Regions from separate parts of the Gossypium hirsutum genome. Here region 2 is linked to region 1. Evidence: chromatin contacts called from public Hi-C data. All regions are on one chromosome and are shown on one strand. Each heading gives the region's core, a stretch centred on a gene start, on an enhancer-like site or on the middle of the called end of the contact. The rest is flanking DNA. Distances are from core to core; before and after follow the strand shown. Region 1 holds the start of LOC121228148 (phosphomannomutase/phosphoglucomutase). Region 2 has its middle 26 kb from the start of LOC121206650.

Region 1 (4,900 bases), core at 530-3,029:
AAATTTTAGAGGGAAAATATTAAAAAAATTGAGGGGGGCGATGGGTTTGGGTAGATGGGAGGTGAGATGAGAAGGAAGTAAAAATTTTAGGGGAAAAGTAGGAGGGAGTAAAAATTCTAGAGAAAAATAAAAAGTTTTAAGGGTTTTTGGAAGTAAAATTTTGAGAAAAAGTAAATGGGATAGTAAAATTTTGGTGGGTAATAGATTTGGGGTAAATTGGGGGGTTAAGATGGAAGGGGAGTAAAAGTTTTGAGAGAAAGCGAGAATGAATAAAAGTTTTGAGGGAAAAGTAAAAAGGTTTGGAAGTTTAGGGTAAAAATATAAAATATTATAGTTTGATATTCGAATTATTCGAATACTCGATACGACTCGAAATTCGAAAAAAATTCAAGTTGACTCGAATAACTCGATTCGTTTAACTCGGAATTCGATTTTTTTTCAATTTTTTCAAATCGAATCGAGTTTTGCTCACCTCTACTCACCTTAAAACTAAAATTAAAAGCAAACAAATGAAGATCAACCCAGCAAAAATGAAGATCAACCCAGCAGCAGAAAAGCAATAATTAAGAGCTTTTGAGAGGTAAAATTGCTACAAAAAAAAAGAGAGGAAATTTAAAGCAAAGCTGAAAACTACTCAATTACAAACAAACAAAAAAAATTAAAACTTCCCAGCAATATATTAAAGACCTAACAATACCCGGAAAAAACCAAAAAAAATCCCAAGATCCTTGAAGCTAAAGAAACTGAAATTAAAAGGATTTTCAAAGTGGGTTAAACACAAGGCAATTGGTAACTAAAAACAAAGAAAAAAAAGGAATCCTGTATTTTTTATTCTTCTTTATATACAGTGTTTTATCACTTTTTTTTTCGTACTTTTGACTGCTACACTTAGGTGCCATTTCTAGGTCGAAAAGGAGGCGAACTGTCGGCGACGATGGAAGTAGCAATTTAGGTTGAGGAGAAAGAGAAAAGAAGAAGAGAGAGAGGAAGGAAAAAACAAAAAAAGGAAATTAATTACAAGAAAAAAAATTAGGGGAGAAAAGTCAAAAGAAAAAATAGATTTTTTTTTAATTTTTTTTAAATTAATCACATCATTTATGCCATATACCACAATTTTATTCCACTATTTATCTTGAACTTAACGGAGTTAAACTTAAAAACCGGTTTAGTTGATAAAACAAAATTCAAATACCAATATAGAACAGAAAAATTATAAATTCCAATATAAGAGAAATGAATAAATTTAAGAACTAATTTTATATTTAACCCTTTTCTTTTCTTTAACTTTCCTCAACCAATCCTTTGCCTTGTTCTGGATGAGTGCATAAACCAACAGGTTCTCGGTGAAAAAATAACACTAGTCACGTATTCGTTTTTATCAAACATTTGTGGTGTATTCGGTGGAAAAATATTCCATAATTTCATACACACTTCACAAATAAGTTGACCTTCTGAGAAAATATTAAAAAAATAAAAATGGATATTTGTCCCACTGTCTTTTAACGGGATAGTTTTTATATATAGGTATATATACAGAATTTAATTTTGTATTCTCAATAAAATTAAAAACTTTTCTAGTATCGTTAGTTAAATTAATTTGATAGATTTTTTATTTAATCGGATCATAAATTAATTTAATTTTAATTAAATAAATTATTAAAATTTTATAAAAAAATTAAAAATCTAGAATTCCAACCATTTTGGTATCTTTAAATTAAATTTAAAAATAAAAATAGTAAATAAATGATTTATAGCAGTTTGTGTAATTCTTTTTAATTATTGAGCAGCTCATAATGATTTTTAATGTTTCGCTCATAAATTTTTTGGTAGACATTTTTTTTATAAAAATTATGCAATATTGAATTCCAGTAGCAACCAGAAAAGAATATGCTGTTGTTTTCTTTTAATCCAGAAAAAAATATGAAATGCAACATGCACAAGGAGAAGAAAAAGTATAGTAATGCTTTCAATAAAAGAAAACAAGAAAAATATCAAGCTATTTGGAAGTTTGTTCATAGATATTTTTCTTTTTCCTGGATAGAAACTGGATTGTATTGTAGGGTTATAGTTCATTGGTTTAAGCGGGTTCATCTTATCTTCCCCAACTTCATCGTTCTAGACACCATCCTTCCACATCTTTCTTCAGACAAACCCTGGAACAAAAATCCATGGCTTCCACTTCAACATCCTTGATACCCTTACGAGGACATGGTCGAAAAGCCAGTTTCTCTTCATCACCAGCAAAAACTGCACTAAAAAAAGCGTTGAGATTTTCATTTTGGTCAAAGTCAAGTGTAGTTATATGCGTTAAATCTTCTAGCGGTGCAGTGAAATATAATGAAGTGGTTGTTGATGAAGAGATGGACAAGATTAGGAGACTTCAAAATGGGTCCGATGTTCGAGGGGTTGCACTGGAAGGTGAAAAGGGTCGAACCGTGGACCTTACCCCACCAGCCGTGGAAGCCATAGCCGAGAGCTTCGGAGAGTGGATTATCAAGGCCTTGGAAAAGGAACGAGGACGTCCAGTGGAAGATGTTACAGTATCACTTGGCAAAGACCCTCGAATATCAGGAGCATCTCTGAGTGTAGCAGTATTTGCAGGCCTTGCTCGAGCTGGCTGCTTGACATTTGAGATGGGCCTTGCTACTACACCAGCTTGTTTTATGAGCACATTGCTGCCACCATTTGCTTACGATGCTTCAATCATGGTAGAGTAAAAAAAGCAGTCTCAACTAAAATCTGTGTTGAAAAGAATGTTAAATCAACTATGGTAAATTTGTATGTAATTTGTGTTGCAGATGACGGCTTCTCACTTACCCTACACTCGCAATGGTCTGAAATTTTTTACAAAGAAAGGAGGTTTAACTTCGCCTGAAGTGGAAGAGATATGTGACGAAGCTGCTCGTAAGTACGCCAACAGGCTCACAAAAGTGTCGACCATGCTTAACTCTCCTCCAAAAAAGGTTGACTTCATGAGGGCTTACGCAAAGCACCTACGGGACATTATCAAGGAGAGAGTGAACCATCCTATTCATTATGATACTCCACTCAAAGGATTCCAGGTTTTATCTCTATCTTTTGGTGTGCTTGCCATTTGTTTACATGTATTTTTCTACGTTAAATATTGCATTTTACCATGGAACTCTATTCGGTTCACTCTTTCTTTTTGCATCCAATTAGAAATAGTAGGAAACTTCAAATATAAATCATATGGTGCTTGTTAGGCCGTTGGCTTGTCGAAAAGGGAACATGATTTATTTTATCCTCTAATTTTATAAAATAAGTTATTTTAGTTATTTATTTAATTTTCTTTTATCTCTTTTTAATTTTTAAATTTGTATTATTTGTTAAATCACTTTAAAATATATGAAAAAATTAATGTGGTTGACTTTACTCACGTTATTTAAAATTTTAAAATTTTTAAAAAATTATTTTAAAAAATTAAATACTTTTAAAATTAGTAAAAAAAGTATAAAAATTATAATAAAATATTTTTAAATTTTTAAAAAATAATTAATTGCTGACGTGGATGCCATATATTAACTTTTGATCTATTTTAGGTGATTTGACAAATAATATAAATTTAATGGGACAAAAAATTAAATAAAGAATTAAAATAAATTTTTTTATAAATATAGAAGGACAAATAAGCCATTATCCATCCAAAAACAGGCCAAGTTTTCGTGTGGTCAAGAATTCTTCTAGTAAGAGGGCCATATCCGTGGAGATCAGGCTAAGGGCTTAGTTTGCTGAAGATCCTAGCCCACGTAACACAGTGGCAATATATTTATGCATCGTTACAAGCTAATTAATTGCCTTGACATTACACCTGATTGCAGATAATTGTAAACGCTGGAAATGGATCAGGAGGTTTCTTCACATGGGATGTGTTAGACCAGCTTGGCGCAGATACATTTGGTTCTTTACATCTCAACCCTAATGGGATGTTCCCCAATCACATCCCCAATCCCGAAGACAAAACTGCAATGGCATTAACCCGAGCCGCTGTGCTAGAAAACACAGCTGATCTCGGCATTGTTTTCGACACTGACGTAGACCGCAGCGGTGTGGTCGACAACAATGGAAATCCCATCAATGGTGACAAGCTTATAGCCCTCATGTCCGCCGTTGTTTTGAAAGAACATCCCGGTACCACCATTGTTACTGATGCTCGTACAAGTATGGAACTTACAAGGTTTATCACTGATAGAGGCGGCCATCATTGCTTGTATCGTGTCGGTTACCGGAATGTTATCGATAAGGGGGTTCACTTGAACCAGGATGGCGTTGAAACACATCTCATGATGGAAACTTCAGGACATGGTGCACTCAAAGAGAACTATTTCCTGGACGATGGTCGGAAACACACCTCTTGTTTCTTAATGATCTTTTTTTAATTGGTTTCCAGGGTTGAATTAATCTAAGGTTTTGATTTTCAATTCCTTTAGGGGCTTACATGGTAGTGAAAATCATCATTGAAATGGTACGCATGACGCTTGAGGGATCAGATGAAGGAATAGGTAGTCTAATAAAAGATCTTGAAGAGCCATTAGAGTCCATAGAGCTTAGGATGAATATCATCTCCGAGCCTAAATATGCGAAGGCAAGAGGTAGAGAGGTGATTGAAGCATTTCGGTCCTACATTGAGGTAACATACATCTCGTAAAATGAGAAGAAAATAATAAATAAATGAACAAAACTGAACTTCATCTGCTAATATTTAATTGCTTTGCAGGAATGTCAGCTTAAAGGATGGGAATTAGACGCTTGTGGAGATTGCTGGGTAAGCGAAGGTTGTCTTGTCGACTCGAACGACAGTCCAGCTGCCATTGATGCTCACATGTACAGGTACCACAAAACATCTCTATCAGATTCTTAGCATTTACAAACAATTGTTTCA
Region 2 (5,421 bases), core at 2,465-4,964, 280 kb before region 1:
AGAATTTTAAAAATTCATTGAAAATCACAGAAATCCCGAAAATTGGGGCGTTACAATGAAACTAGAATTTCGCACATTTTAATCTTCGTCACATTTTGCAATATTCTGATTATTATCGTAAAAATATACAATTTAATTCTGACCCCCTAAATTTTTTTTGGCTTTGCTCTTGATTATCAGATCGACTTGGACCCAAAGTATGCTCTACTCGTCAATGTGTACTGATTCACCATACCGATCGTCAAATTATTGCTCGCAGCTCGTTCGCTAATTTTTTTATACAAAAAAGTTAGCAGTTTTATGACTTAAATAAAAACCCTGAAATAGTTCAATTACTTAAATGAAAACTTTCGAATAGTTTAATGATAATTTTAAAACTTTTTAAAGTTAAGTAAGTAAAATTTAAATTTAGTTGTGTGATTTTAAGAGTAGTTTACTCTAATAAAAATAAACAACTCAGTCAACAAGTCAATAAATAGCTAGACATAAAATTCAATCAAGCTCGTTAGGTGAAAACTTAATTTGAAATTTCAATAGCTTACATCTTTATATTTTTTAAATGATTAAATAAAATTTTATTATTTTTTAATGTCAAAGTATAATTTTATCGCCCTTGTCAGGCCCCTAGCTCCACCCCTTCTAACCGTTAGTGTTACAGATAAGAGAATAAAATTATTTAATGAAAAAAATTTAAATTGTAAAAGAGATTAATGGTGCAGATATGACAACCAGAAAAAACTATACAACAATTATTTTAACAGCTCCATAACTTAAATGAAAATTTTTAAATAATTTAATAATTATTTTGTAACATTTTAAAAATTAAATTATTAAAATATAAATTTATTAATAATTTAATTACGTTAACGTAATGTAATTTATTGTTAAATCAATTAATCAAGCATAAGTTGGAGCAAAATTGAATTTGAATTAAATAGTATGATTGAATATTTCAAAATATTTCCATTTTTGACATTGCAGTTTGCAGACTGGCTGGCCTGCTGCCTGCACTGAACATGTAAAAGCTGAAGCTGAAGCAGAGTCAGAATCAGAATCTGGATGGCACAGGCGGAAGCACGGACCCTGGCGTGGTTTGCATGTTACCAATGGAGGCCCATAATCTTGTCTGGGCCATAAAATTTTGTGTTTAGACCAGCCTTGGCCTACCTCCATTCCATTGCTTACATATCATATCACCCCATCCCAATTCAATTTCAATATTCCCTTTTTCACCTTCATAATCATATCATAAATGCACCTATTCCCATATATTACATTATTCATCACAAAATTCTCTAGTGTAAAAATAATATTTTTTGTAATTTTTTTATATTTATTAATATTTAATTTAATTATTGTATTTATTAATATAATTATGTTTGTCGTATATATAAATTTTGGAATTTATCTCATATGCCTATTATAGCAATCTAAAGTATCATATATATATATTGAATGGCTGATTTTTTTTACATAAAATAAATAAATTTTAATTTATGATAATTTTGACATACAAAACCTATAAAAATGGAATATAAAATATAACAGATAAATCATTAAAAAATTAATTATACAAAAGTTATAAAGGTGCATAAATGTGTATATAAAGCATGGCTTTAATTTTACATTAGTGTAAGTAAATATTTCGCTTTTATTTATTTAGTTTCAATAAAAAATAAAAATATTTAGAGATTAAATCTATAATTTAATGTAAACTATATGTTTGATAGACTGAAAAATTAAATACCAAAAAAATAAATTTTGAATTTAAGTTATAAAATATGTTTGGTGTATTATTTAAAATTAAATATAAATTATAATTAAATTATTTAATAAAAAATAATATAATCTTAAATGAAATAGAATAAAATAAATAAATAAATAAATAAATTTATTCTCTAATAATTAATATCTACTCATCAATTTTCACAGTGTTTTATAGGAAAAATCTTATCTAGTAAATTTCATTATGAATATTTAAAAGATTAAGTTATTAAAAATATTAAATTCCAATTTAATTAAAAGAAATTCAAGACGACTTTATTTTAATGAAATCCTTGACGGTAGACTGAGTTGAAATGTATATTATATTTGAGCGAAAGAAGTAATTAGATGTTATCCTAATAGGATAAGTACATCTTTAGAATTATTTATGTTGAATTAGTGAATTCCATATGTTTATATAGGCTAAGGGAATCCGAGAGCCCTAAGATTTATTTCTTATAAAACTCGTGCTCTACGGTTATACCCACCGTGGGCCAAGTTAGGCAAAATACGATTTACCACTTAATCTTACGCCAATTTGTTAATTATACTAAAGTATTGGGTTTTTTTTAATATTTTACGCCATATGTGGTTTTTTTTTAATATTCAACTGCATACATGTCTTCGTTTGTTTTTTTTTTCCTTTTTGTTTAATTCTTTTCTATTATTCATTCAATATTTTTATATTAATTTATAATTATAGTTGTACTATATTTATCACAATTCATCCATCAAAAAAAAATTAAAATTTATGCATAGCAGATTGTAAAAGTAATTTTGAATGTACCGCAGAAAATTGTATTCTTAAAATCTAAGCAAAGTTTAAATAAGGTTTAAACGTTTTTAAATATATTCAATTTTGCTTTTTCAATAGGTTTTATTTCATGTTTGTTTCTTTTTTTTCTCAAGTGATCGCTAACTCAATTATCATATGTTTACTATTATTATTATTTAAACACATTAATATTCATTTAATGTTGTACTGCAAATAGATGAAAAATGCATTAAAAAGAGAGGATATTTTAATATATATACTCATGTTGATGTATTAAAACCCATTGATACAAGTAAATGCAATTTCAGAATAAAGTTATAGAGATGAGAAATTAAAAGTAGAAATGAGTGAGGAATTATATAAGTGGGAGATTTTGGCAGTGCCAACACCCACTTCACTACATATTTTTGGGAACTTCCAATCTCCATATGATGCGCCATGTTTTCTTTTCTTTTTAATCATAATAATAATTTCATCAACTAGCAAAGATCCCTTCTGGAATTTTACATTCATTATTTCCAACCTCCGATGCCTTTTGCTTTTGTTTTGCCACCCCTCCTCCGTAGGTAGCTAAAACTATATGCATCATTTTTGTTGGAGGTATGTATTTTATAATGGTATAGGTAGGCAAGTGTTTTTCCCAAAGTCACATGCAAGGACACGTGGGTGATTTTGGGGATAAATAAACAAAAACTGGAAACATATAGGGGCAGCCGGCCCTTTCTATTGCCCTGCATCAAAAGTAGTCCACTCCTTATATTGTATTGACATGCGTATAAATCTTGTTTATTATAATATTATACTGCATCAGTTTTAGATCTTTCAATATTATTTTAAAAATTGATCACGGGCAATTTCTGTGATCCAAGCCCTCAACCCGAGACGAGTGATGTATCCTTGTACCACTATTTTTCTTTTTTAGAATATGAACTACTACCATAAAATCACAATATCAATATATACTAAAAATCTGAAATTCATTCAAATCAATCATCCATGAACGATCGTACACTGTTGGCTTGGTGACCTCTAATATGAAATGCAGAGAGAGAGAGAGGTAGTGGTGTATGTAGGTAAAATGATGGGATGAGGATGGAGAGTGGGGAGCAGAGTGGACCACCCTTTGTTTAGTGAGACAGGTTCGAATCATGTTGAGGCGTGGCTTCCACTCTCCACCCAGCACCTCTGCGACTACACCGACGTACACTCTGCACCTGTTCAAACGGGCCCCTAACTTTCATGCTTCAACTCCGCTATAATTCACTCCACCCCACAATCTTGTTTAATTCATTTTCATATTCCTTATTTAAAATTTTATTTTTCAAACTCCAACATTAAATTAATTGATTTTCATTACTTATTTATTTATTGGTTTTAAGAGAAATTATTAGTTAAGCTCTTCTTACCACATCAGTCATGATCCTATCCAATGATTTTATTACAACATAAAATGTATGGGTGGCTGGTGGTAGCGGTTCCTGTAAAGGTGTAGAAAGCAATGAAAATGAGAGCAATTGACATCGTCTGTTTGACTTGGGAATCTTAAAGGAGATTGCGAGGAAGAGTTTTAGCAGGGTAAAATTGTTAGGGACCAGACAAGTGAGCAATCGAATGTGATGGATTTGATAAACATTAAGGGATCACTTTTGATATTATTACATCTTTTGATATGTTCATTGAGAGAATAAGTGAATGTCGTTAGCTCTAGCATACGACTTTCAATGTGGAAAAAAATGAGTGGAAGTTAGACCTTAAGGTGCCAACTTTAAAGTTGGTAACCTGTACACGGTAGCAAACACTTATTTTGCTATTATATATATATATATATACGAGAAAAAAAAAGGTTATTTCTAAAGTATTTAATATAGTCATATCAAATAAAAAATCATTAAATGTTAGCCATTTAAAATATGTTGTTCGTTATATATTTTTATATTTGTTAAGAAAAAATGGTTCAATTATCTTGAAGCCCTAAATAAATTAGGACAGAAGATCAACGACAAACAATTATTAAGCTAATGCAAGAATTGGTAACTATAGAAGGGACCTTAAGAGTAATTGTATTTTTAGCACATCATTATTGTGAATAAAATGATGCAAGAATTGATATGAAAAGGCTGTTTAGAGATTAGAGAAGATGAACAGAAATATAATTTGTTAAGATATAACATAGATTTAAGCGGGCAATATGAGAATGATTATAAATATTCAGAGTTGATAAAAAGCTTTGTGAAGAGATTAGCAACAGATGGAGGGCGGAAAACTACCATGCTTAGTACAGGTAACACTAAGCGCAGGCTTGATCCTAGGGGATGTTTGGAGGTGTAATTGCCTAGGGTTCAAGGTTGAAAAGAGTCTAAAACATTAGGCTCCGTTTATTTCACTAAAAATGACTTTCGGAAAATAATTTATTTTTTTGGAAAAGCTAATACTTTCTGATGTTTGGAGGAATCATATTTTCTGTTCTTCGGTAGATTTCTTAAAAATATTTCATAAAAGTTGTTTTCAATTAAATGAACATACATTTGAGATTTTCTTATATTTTCATTGTTTAATTGAGTTTATTTTTATCTATAATTTTATATTTTACATTGTTTTTGCATATATTAAAAATATTATGTTAAATTCAGATTCATTACAACTTCATTTTTTAATTCCACGACTACTAAGTGAGTATTTTTTATTTAAAAATGTGACATCATCAAAATTGACAAAAAAATTTAACGATGTCAATAATTGGACTTGATTTTCAAATTTGAAAAGTAAAGATACTAAGTTCTTGAAAATAAAAATACAAAGACTAAATTACAAATATGTAAAGTGTACATAGACTTATGACATATTTTAACTTTTATACTACAAAACATTTATTATTAATATAT

What was found. A called contact is a pair of places that touch in the nucleus more often than the background predicts.
Region 2: a contact with region 1 is called in a Hi-C map of leaf, with 3 times the contacts expected there. The contact joins the enhancer-like site here to the promoter of LOC121228148 in region 1. A contact is called at or near these places in 3 of 34 Hi-C or Micro-C datasets (all in leaf).

The regions. Positions count from the first base shown.
Region 1 is chrA01:89,780,047-89,784,946 of Gossypium_hirsutum_v2.1, reverse strand. LOC121228148 (phosphomannomutase/phosphoglucomutase) reads left to right here and starts at 1,779. Exons shown (of 7, transcript XM_041111328.1): 1 at 1,779-2,708; 2 at 2,799-3,062; 3 at 3,840-4,356; 4 at 4,449-4,648; 5 at 4,736-4,848. The coding sequence starts at 2,169.
Region 2 is chrA01:90,065,869-90,071,289 of Gossypium_hirsutum_v2.1, reverse strand. No RefSeq gene overlaps it. Among protein-coding and RNA genes, the nearest start is that of LOC121206650, 26 kb to the left of the region's middle. Within about 2 kb of position 3,714, at least 3 of the 9 cell types and tissues checked have an H3K27ac peak or open chromatin away from gene starts, as enhancers often do. A contact at or near this core is called in leaf, where this site is marked.